Linked DNA regions of Sus scrofa: region 1 is linked to region 2. The links are chromatin contacts, called in public HiChIP or PLAC-seq maps. All regions are on one chromosome and are shown on one strand. The core of a region is the stretch at or near the end of the contact, and the rest is flanking DNA. Distances in the headings are between cores, read along the strand shown. Region 1 has its middle 33 kb from the start of B4GALT5. Region 2 holds the start of B4GALT5 (beta-1,4-galactosyltransferase 5).

Region 1 (4,335 bases), core at 1,216-3,715, 33 kb before region 2:
ATCACTTCCTCTCCCTCCTCCTACACGACCCATTCGTCAGAGAAAACCACTCGCAATTTTTCAAGCAAGCAGTGCTCTCCAGATCTTTGCACCTGCTGTTTCCTCTGCCAGGCGTACCCTTTCTCGTTTTCTCCCTGTCACCTAGCAGAGTCCCCTTCATCCTTGAGTTTGGGGATTAGAAATCAGCTTCTCAGGAAGCTTTCTGCAGTGGGGATCTTCTGTCTTACCTACATGACATTTATATCTTCTGGCTCAGAAAACGGCATCTCAGTTTTCCTTTGGGGAACCACTCCCTCCCAACTCTTATCCATGGGGTTCAGATAGGGGCCCCTGGCTCCATGAAGGAGCCTGGCCAACAAGCATATCCCATTCCCCCGGCCACGGTGATTGGTTCCTGGATGGCATGTCTTTCCACTGAGGCCAATGCGACTCATTCCTGGGAGTTTTGTTGGAATTATTGGGACAGGTGATCTCCCTTCCCTCTGGGGTTACTAGTTACAAGAATAAAGCAAGCTTGGTGTTCCTGCTGGCCATTTTGCCACCATGAGCAGAAAGCCTGTGTAAAAGAAAATCCAAAACAGAGAAAAGCAGAGCTGGAAGATAGAGAGGGATAAAGAGAGAGATGAAGACAGAGATGACAGAAGAGACATAGATGTATACACACACACACACACACACACACACACACATATATTTTTTTTTTCCCTGGCAAAAGGTTTTCATTTTTTTTAATTTAAAAAATGTTTTAAAGTTTTTTATTTTTTCTATTATAGTTGATTTACAGTGCAAAGAGATATATTTTTGATATTATTCGAGACCCTCGAGTCATGCCTGAAGGCAGTTTTGCATCTCAGTTTCCTAAACCATAGTAAGTCACCTTCTCCCACTTTATTTCATAGTTTGGTAGATATTCTTTCTCTTCCAACACGCGTCCACCTGACCAATACTCCCTGACCCCATGCACACCCTGAGCTGGGGTGGATACCCTTTGGGACACTCATTTACTCTTTTTTCTTTTGGTATGTCTTTTTAGGGCCACACCTGCGGCATACAGAGGTTCCCAGGCTAAGGGTCCAATCGGAGCTACAGCTGCCAGCCTACACCACGGCCACAGCAACGCCGGATCCGAGCTGCATCTGTGACCTACACCACAGCTCCCAGCAACGCCAGATCCTTAACCCACTGAGCAAGGCCAGGGATTGAACCCGAAACCTCTTGGTTCCTAGTCGGATTTGTTTCCACTACACCACGATGGGAACTCCGTACTCTTTTTTCTCCATTTTCATTACATTTATTAGATTATATTATAATGATCTCTTTGTTCAGTTGTATCCCCCACAGGAGTCAAGGAGCAGTTGTACTTTGTTTACTTCAGTATCTCTAGCCCTAGCCATCCCTAGCACATAATAGCGCCTCAATAAATTCAATTTTCAATTTTCATTCCTTTTTTTTTGCGTTTTTTAGAGCCGCACCTGTGGCATATGGAAGTTCCCAGGCTAGCTATCAAATCGGAGCTGCATCTGCCGGCCTACACCACAGGCATAGCAACAGCAACCTAGGATCTGAGCTGTGTCTGCGACCTATACCACAGCTCATGGCAATGCCAGGTCCTTAACGCACTGAACGAGTCCAGGAATCGAACCCGCATCCTCATGGCTATACTTGGGTTCATAACCTGCTGAGCCACAGTGGGAACTCTCAACTTTCATTCCTTTAAAAAAATTACAAACTAGGGAGTTCCCGTCGTGGCTCAGTGGTTAGTGAACCCAACTAGTATCCATGAAGATATGGGTTTGATCCCTGGCCTCTCTCAGTGGGTTAAGGATCTGGTATTGCAGTCAGTTGTGGTGTCGGTCGCAGATGTGGCTCGGATCCCGAGTTGCTGTGGCTGTGACATAGGCTGGCAGCTACAGCTCCGATTCAACCCCTAGCCTGGGAACCTCCATATGCTGCAAGTGCAGCCCTAAAAAGGCAAAAAAATTACAAACTAATTCATGGTGTCGTATATTCACGTACACACAAAATTATTCTATAATATTCTATGGGTCTATATGGAAATGCACAAAAAATGTTGGAAAAATACCATCTATGCGTCATGGTGTAAGTTAGCTCACATCATGGAGGTCACAACGAGCGTGTACTTAGGTATCACTCATTATTAAAAATTAACTAAAACCCAAGCTTAACAAACAAAAGCAGCATATGTTCTTTGTAATAACAAATGCAAACAATTCAAAAGTATATGGTTAAAACTGAGAGTTACCTTGCTTCTCCTAATAAATATTTATTGAATAAAGGAATAAATGTCATAACTATAAATAGTTGATGAATGAATGATTAAATAAGAAAACAGTTCCATCCAAAGGCCTCAATTCAAGGTGACCTCTCCCCCGCAACTGCCTGACCCCAGCAGGCCAGCTGGTTTCCCTGAAAGTCTGGGCCTTGAGCCAAGGTTTTATTTCTTTCTGGATTGGGCCCCAGCCTTGTAGAATGACTCACATGGTTTTTTGTGGACAGAGTCCCCTAGTGACCAGAAGGTTACCCCGTGTTCTCCAAGCAGGGGGTGCTGATCAGACTTCTTATGGACCGGGTTGGTGAAGGACAGGGGGTTCCTGGGTGACCGTGGCCAGCAGCTGAGTGCTGTTGCTCAGGAAACAGCCTCCAATAGACAATCAGCTCCCAGTCCTAACAGGCCGGGTGGAGTCTGCTGGCCCAGATCATGGGTGCAGGATCCAGTCCTGCCAAATGGCTTGTTGTAGGGCCTTTCCCATCCATAACATGAGGGGGTTTGTGGCAGAAACTGGTGGTTGCCTGTCTAGTAACTGTCTTGCCCCTCCCTTCTTGCTTACAGAACGTCAGTGTGGGGTAGGTGGGGATTGAATTGCCATGTGTCTAAGGGGAAGCTGGGACCTCTCCCCATCCGCGGTGTTTCTGTGTCCAAGTGATGTGCACGTATACCTGTTTATCTTCTCTCTCTCTCTCACACACACACACACACACACCCCTTACATGGTCCAAGCAAATCACATTAATGTCTTTCATTTTCACTTCTTTGCCAGTGATGGATTCAATGGGTAATAAAATTCTTCTCACTTTCTTTCTTTCCTTTTTTTTTTTTTTTTTTAAGGCCACACGTGCGGCATATGGGGTTCCCAGGCTAGGGGTTAAATTGGAGCTGTAGCTGCTGGCTGCTGGCCTACACCACAGCCACAGCCACACCTGATCTGAGCCACGTCTGCGACCTACACCACAGCTCATGGCAACGCCAGATTCTTAACCCACTGAGCGAGGCCAGGGACTGAACCTGCATCCTCATGGGTATTAGTCAGACTGGTTTCCACTGAGGCACAACAGGAACTCCTCTTCTCACTTTCCATGTGATTTTGGGCAAGTCACTTAATCTTTGTGCCTCAGTTCTTTTAAAATAAGAAGAGTTCTTACATTCCATTGTTTGCTGTGGGTCTTAAAAATAACCAGCTAAAGAGGCCAACATCCAGCAGGAGTTAGAGTAACAGTTCTTAGATAAATCCTGTTGGCTTAATCCTCTGTTTGAAGACTTCTTTGTTCTTTTCATAGGTGACTATTAGTGACAATTTATCAACTTGATTTGCTAGTGCCATTTGCATATGTACGAATTATGTTAAAAGCACATTTTATTCAATAAGCAAAGTAATCTCTAAACATTGGAGGGGCACGTGAGGAGAAAAGTCTAAGGACAGAGGATGTGGGCCGTGAAATGTGGAGATGGACTGGTGTCTGGAAATTGCTGATTCTGGAAAGCCCTTCTATGGGAAATACAGACTTGCTCGCCCTTCCCTGCAGGTCCAGATGCAGTGGGATCTGGGATGAGGCTGGGGCCTCTGCTAACAAGAATTTTATCAATTGAAGAATTTGGGGAGTTCCTGTTGTGGCTCAGTGATAATGAGCCCAATGAATTTCTACAAGGACGTGGGTTTGATCCTTGGCCCTGCTCAGTGGGTTAAGGATCCAGTGTTGCCATGAGCTGTGGTGTAGGTCGCAGATGCAGCTTGAATCTGACCTTGCTGTGTGGCTGTGGCGTCGGCTGGCCTGGGAATGGCCACGTGCCGCAGCCCTTAAAAAAGAAATTAGAGAATCACCAGGTTTAGAGACGAATTCTAATCCCTGATTTTGCCCTTTACCATCCAGGCAAGTCATCCTACATCCATAAGCCCTGGTTTCCTCGCTGTTAAGTGGTGATGGTATTACCAACCTCAGTGGTTTGTAATATGAGTTAAGCATGGTTCCCAGCCAGGGATGATTTTGTTCCTATAGCTCACAGGATGGGTAGCTGTGTAGAGATATTTTGGGTTGTCA
Region 2 (4,458 bases), core at 1,128-3,627:
AAGAAAAAATTTGTATAAGAAATTAAAAAATTTTTTAAATCTGGAATAATAACAATCCAGGCGGAGAGTGTACAGGTGCTGCTTATACTAGTCTCTGGACTTTTCTGTTATGTTTGAAAATATTATTTATTTATTTTTTTTTAGGGCTGCGCCCACAGCATATGGAAGTTCTGAGGCTAGGGGTTTAATCAGAACTACAGCTGCTGGCCTACACTACAGCCACAGCAACGCCAGATCCAAGCTGAGTCTGTGACCTACGTCACCGCTCACGGCGACACCAGATCCCTGACCCTCTCACTGAGTGAGGCCAGGGATTGAACCCACATCTTCATGGACTAATCAGATTAGTTTCTGCTGTGCCGCAATGGGAACTCCCTGAAGATGTTTTTTAAAGACAGGTTGGGGGGTGCTTTGTATTGTCCAAATGAAAGTAGCTGCAAGTCACATTACTCCAGCTAGTTTGAGATTTCTGGTCTAGGGCCTCACCTCTGCTATCTCACTTACTCTGTATCATATCCCTGCGGGGCAAGTAACATTGGGCCCCTTTCACAAGTAATGAATAGAAGCTCAGAGAGTTAAGTGACTTGCCCGAGGTCACACAGCCAGTTGAGACTGATCTAAGACTTGAACTCACATCTGTCCTAGTCGAAATTGTTTGCTTTTCTGTTGTTTAAGCCTGTTTTCTCCCATCCCATTTCTCAGCGGAACTGGTCAGCTGAGAGCCTGTATGCATGTATTACTCACATCCTCACAACAACCTGATGCAGTTGTTGCTAATAATATCTGCCATTTTACTGAGAAACAGAGTGGTTAAGTAACTTGCTTAAGGTCACTCAGCAAAGAATGGAAGAGATAGGGTTCAAGAAACTAGGACACTGGCTCCAGAGCCCTCATTTAAAGAGTCAAAAAAGACACTGTTAAAAAGTATAAATCACTTTAGGAATACAAAGCAGAATTATAATTGGTCCTCACAGAATCCCTGCAAAGTCCTTTCTTCTCCTGTTTGGGCATTCCAAGGGGACACTTGCCTCCCCCAAGTCAGCTGGCAGCCTCTTGAAGGTGGAGCAGCCTCTGCTGCCCCTCACCATGAGTCTTCAGTTATTGCTAACTGCCTTCAGAGGTCTTCTGGCTTGGAGCTGATCCTAAAGCATTATTTTGGATATGGTTCCACACTGTCCTCTGGAGTAGGATACCAGTTTGTATTCAGGATGGGAATTAGGAGCTAGAGGAATAGTCAAGGCACTTACAACCTGGTGGTCAAGAGTGCTTTGGGAGACAGGTACATTCTTTTCTTCTTTTTCTTTTTTGGCCGCTGCTTGGCTTATGGAGTTGCCGGGCGTGGGTTCAGATCTGAGCCACAGTTGCAACCTATGCTGCAGCTGTGGCAATGCTGGATCCTTAGCCCGCTCTGCCTGTGCCAGCTGGGGGATCAAACCTGCATCCCAGGGCTCCAGAGATGCTGCCAACCCCGTTTCGCCGCAGCAGAAACTCCAAGATAGGGTTTTTTGTTTGTTTGTTTGTTTGCTTTTTAGGGCTGTACCCACGGCATATGGAAGTTCTCTGGATAGAAATCGAATCAGAGCAGCAGTGCCAGCCTACACCACAGCCACAGCAATGGCAGATCCGAGCTGAGTCTGTGACCTATACAACAGCTCATGGCAATGTCAGATCCTTAACCCACTGAGCAAGGCCAGAGATTGAACCCACATCCTCATGGATATCAGTCCGGCTCATTACCGCTGAGCCACAATGGGAACTTCCAGGTCATTTTTTTACTTAAGCCGTTACTGCAAGGATTAGGTGAATTGCTTCTCCATCACAGAGCCTCAGTTTCCTCATTTGTACAATAGGAATAAGAGCGCACATCTTCGGGTTGTTGGGGTGATTAATGTGGTAAGTAAAGCCCAGTGTATCTTAAGGGCAGGTCTTCACATTAATAACTTATCAACACTGCTGCTTGTGATTCTTTGGTATGTGGAATCTGCCCATATCTACAGCCTCATCCCTGCCATTCTCCCTGCCCTACTGGATTTTATCTATGCTTGCTTTGAGTCTACCTGGGGTCAGATCAGTCTTTTTAACCTCAGAGGCTTTGCATCTACTGTTCACCCTTTTACGTTTCTTCTCCTGTCTGTCACCCATCAGTGAGGCCTTCCCTGACCACATTATTCCTCCAACATATTCCCCTGTTTTATTGTGTTCATCACTTATCAGAACCTGGTATTATGAATTGATTTGTTTCTTTTTCTCCTCCCATTTGAGTGTTAAGTTCAAGAAGACAAGGATTTTGTCTGTTTTGTCTCTAAGCATCCCCAGCGCCAATAATGGTGTCTGGCATATGTCTGCTTTCAATAGATGCTGATTTGAATGAATGAATGAATGAATGAATGAATGAAGGTGTATACCCGAGCCCATATTCCTACAATCCCTGCTTTTCTGTCGCAGTGGGTGACCAGCCGCGTCAGGCATTGCAGACGATCCCTTGGCTCCCAGGTTGGGGGCGCCCAAGCGCGGAGCCGACAGGCACTTGAGCGACGCTCCCCGAAAGCCAGGGCGGTGGCCGCGCCAGGAGAGGGGCTGTCGCCTTTTGGCGACGTTCCCGGCGGGCCACCGCGCCGCCGCCGGGGCCAAAGAGGGGGTCGGGCGGTGAGCGCGCGCGCTGATCTTTTGCGACGGTGCCCTGCGGCACTGGCCCCGCCCCCTCCCCGCCCCCGAGGCCCGCCCTGCCCCGCCCCCGCCGCTGCGCTCGCTCGGGGCCGCTCAGGCCCCCGCCCGCTTCATGTGGCCGGGCCCGCGGCGGCCGGCGGCGAGGAGCGGCGAGGCGGCGGAGAGCGGCGGCCGGCGAGGCCCGGGAGGTGGTGGCCGAGGCCCAGGAGGCGGCGGCGGCGGCCCAGGAGGCGGCGGACGGGGAGCGGCGGGAGCAGGCCCGGCCCGGCCCTTGAGCGGCCGCCCGGCTGCAGCATGCGCGTCCGCCGGGGGCTGCTGCGGCTGCCGCGCCGCTCGCTGCTCGCCGCTCTCTTCTTCTTTTCGCTCTCGTCCTCGCTGCTCTACTTCGTCTATGTGGCTCCCGGCATAGGTAGGAAGGGGGCCTGGGACCCCGGGGGGGTGTCGCTCTGGCCTCGAGGGGACCCTGGAAACCCCCGCCCCGCCCCAAGGAGACCCCAGCTCTCGGAAGACCCCCGGCTGGAAGGCGACCTCAAGCCTGGCCCTCAGAAGATTACCGGGACCCCCGCCCGACCCTTGGGAGACCCTACGCCTGGACCTCGGGGGACCCCAGAACATTCCCGCTCTCTGCACCCCGACGGGCTCTGGAACCCTCCTCCCCACAACATCCTCCCACCCACCTCCTGCCCTCCTTTAACCCCATCCGGGCGCGAACCCGACTGTGTCTTCACACACACCCTCGTCGTGCCAGGACGCCCTCATTCTCGCTTTGGCCTCCTAGAACCCTCACTTTCCGCTCTTCGGCTCCTGAGCTGCCGCTCCCCCTCCCCGGGGTCTCCTTCAGCCCGGGTTCCCGGCATTCCGCGGACCCCGAACCTCCGCGGCCCGCCTGCCTCTCCTCGCGGAGCCCCTGTGCCCGGGTCTCGAGGCGTCCCACCTTCCCCGTTCCCATCCATCCTTCTCCTCTCTCCTCCCTGGTGACTCTCCCGTTTCCTGCTCTCCTTCCCTACCCTTTTTTCCCTCCACTTTCGCTTGTTACATCCACCTCCAGGTCCTCCTCCTCCTGATGGACAGATCGCTTTCCTTTTAGGGTGGCATTCCCCGGCCTACCCCCCGAGGAGGTCCCCCCCTTCAGTCTGCTAACCCCTGAGTGCCCCACTACTCCTCTCCGTCTACCTCCCCTCGCCCCGCCTACCCCCAAGGGCACACCCTTGTCATCTCCCTTACCTCTATCGTTCCTGAATCCTCACTGCTCCCCCCTCCCCCGCTCAGGTCCTCAGCCAGGTTCTTCCTGATTGCAGACTTGGGGAAGGGGTGCTGTCTGGGTTCTTCCTCTTTTCCCTTTTTTTCGCTTATGCTCTCTCCTAGTCTTGAGGGTAGAAGGTGGCCTTTAAGTATTCTTTGGTGCCAGGTCTGGGGCAGGGTACAGGGAGAGGGTGGCATTTGAATTGGCCCTAGAGGAAGAGATAAGACTAGGGCTTTGGGGAAATGGTGCTGGTGGCAAGGAGGAGCGTGGAGAAAAGGTGGAATGGGTACTTATTCTCCTCAAAGCCATGTCCTTTAAAAGAAAGGCAGCCTTGGAGAAACTGAATCCTGCCCAAGCATAGACTCAGATCACAGAGCAGACATTTAGGACATAAAAAGGTTGGAAGGAAATGACAGCATGAGGGTTAAGGTCAGAGGACATTGAGGTCAGACCTGGATTCTAATCCCTGCCCTCCGTGACCTTGAGCAAGTTACTAAGCCTCAGCTTTTCTTCTCTGTAAAATGGGGGTACTCATTCCTAACCTCATA

The links. HiChIP or PLAC-seq counts read pairs in DNA pulled down with a chosen protein or histone mark.
Region 1: an H3K27ac HiChIP or PLAC-seq map of alveolar macrophages shows a contact between it and region 2. The contact joins the enhancer-like site here to the promoter of B4GALT5 in region 2. A contact is called at or near these places in 1 of 5 promoter capture datasets (liver), 4 of 47 Hi-C or Micro-C datasets (alveolar macrophages, heart right ventricle, liver and 1 more) and 2 of 2 datasets of contacts at active chromatin or transcription factors (alveolar macrophages and skeletal muscle).

The regions. Positions count from the first base shown.
Region 1 is chr17:51,365,696-51,370,030 of Sscrofa11.1, reverse strand. No RefSeq gene overlaps it. Among named protein-coding and RNA genes, the nearest start is that of B4GALT5, 33 kb to the right of the region's middle. Within about 2 kb of position 2,465, at least 36 of the 83 cell types and tissues checked have an H3K27ac peak or open chromatin away from gene starts, as enhancers often do. A contact at or near this core is called in alveolar macrophages, liver and skeletal muscle, where this site is marked.
Region 2 is chr17:51,332,485-51,336,942 of Sscrofa11.1, reverse strand. B4GALT5 (beta-1,4-galactosyltransferase 5) reads left to right here and starts at 2,377. Exons shown (of 9, transcript XR_002340099.1): 1 at 2,377-3,076.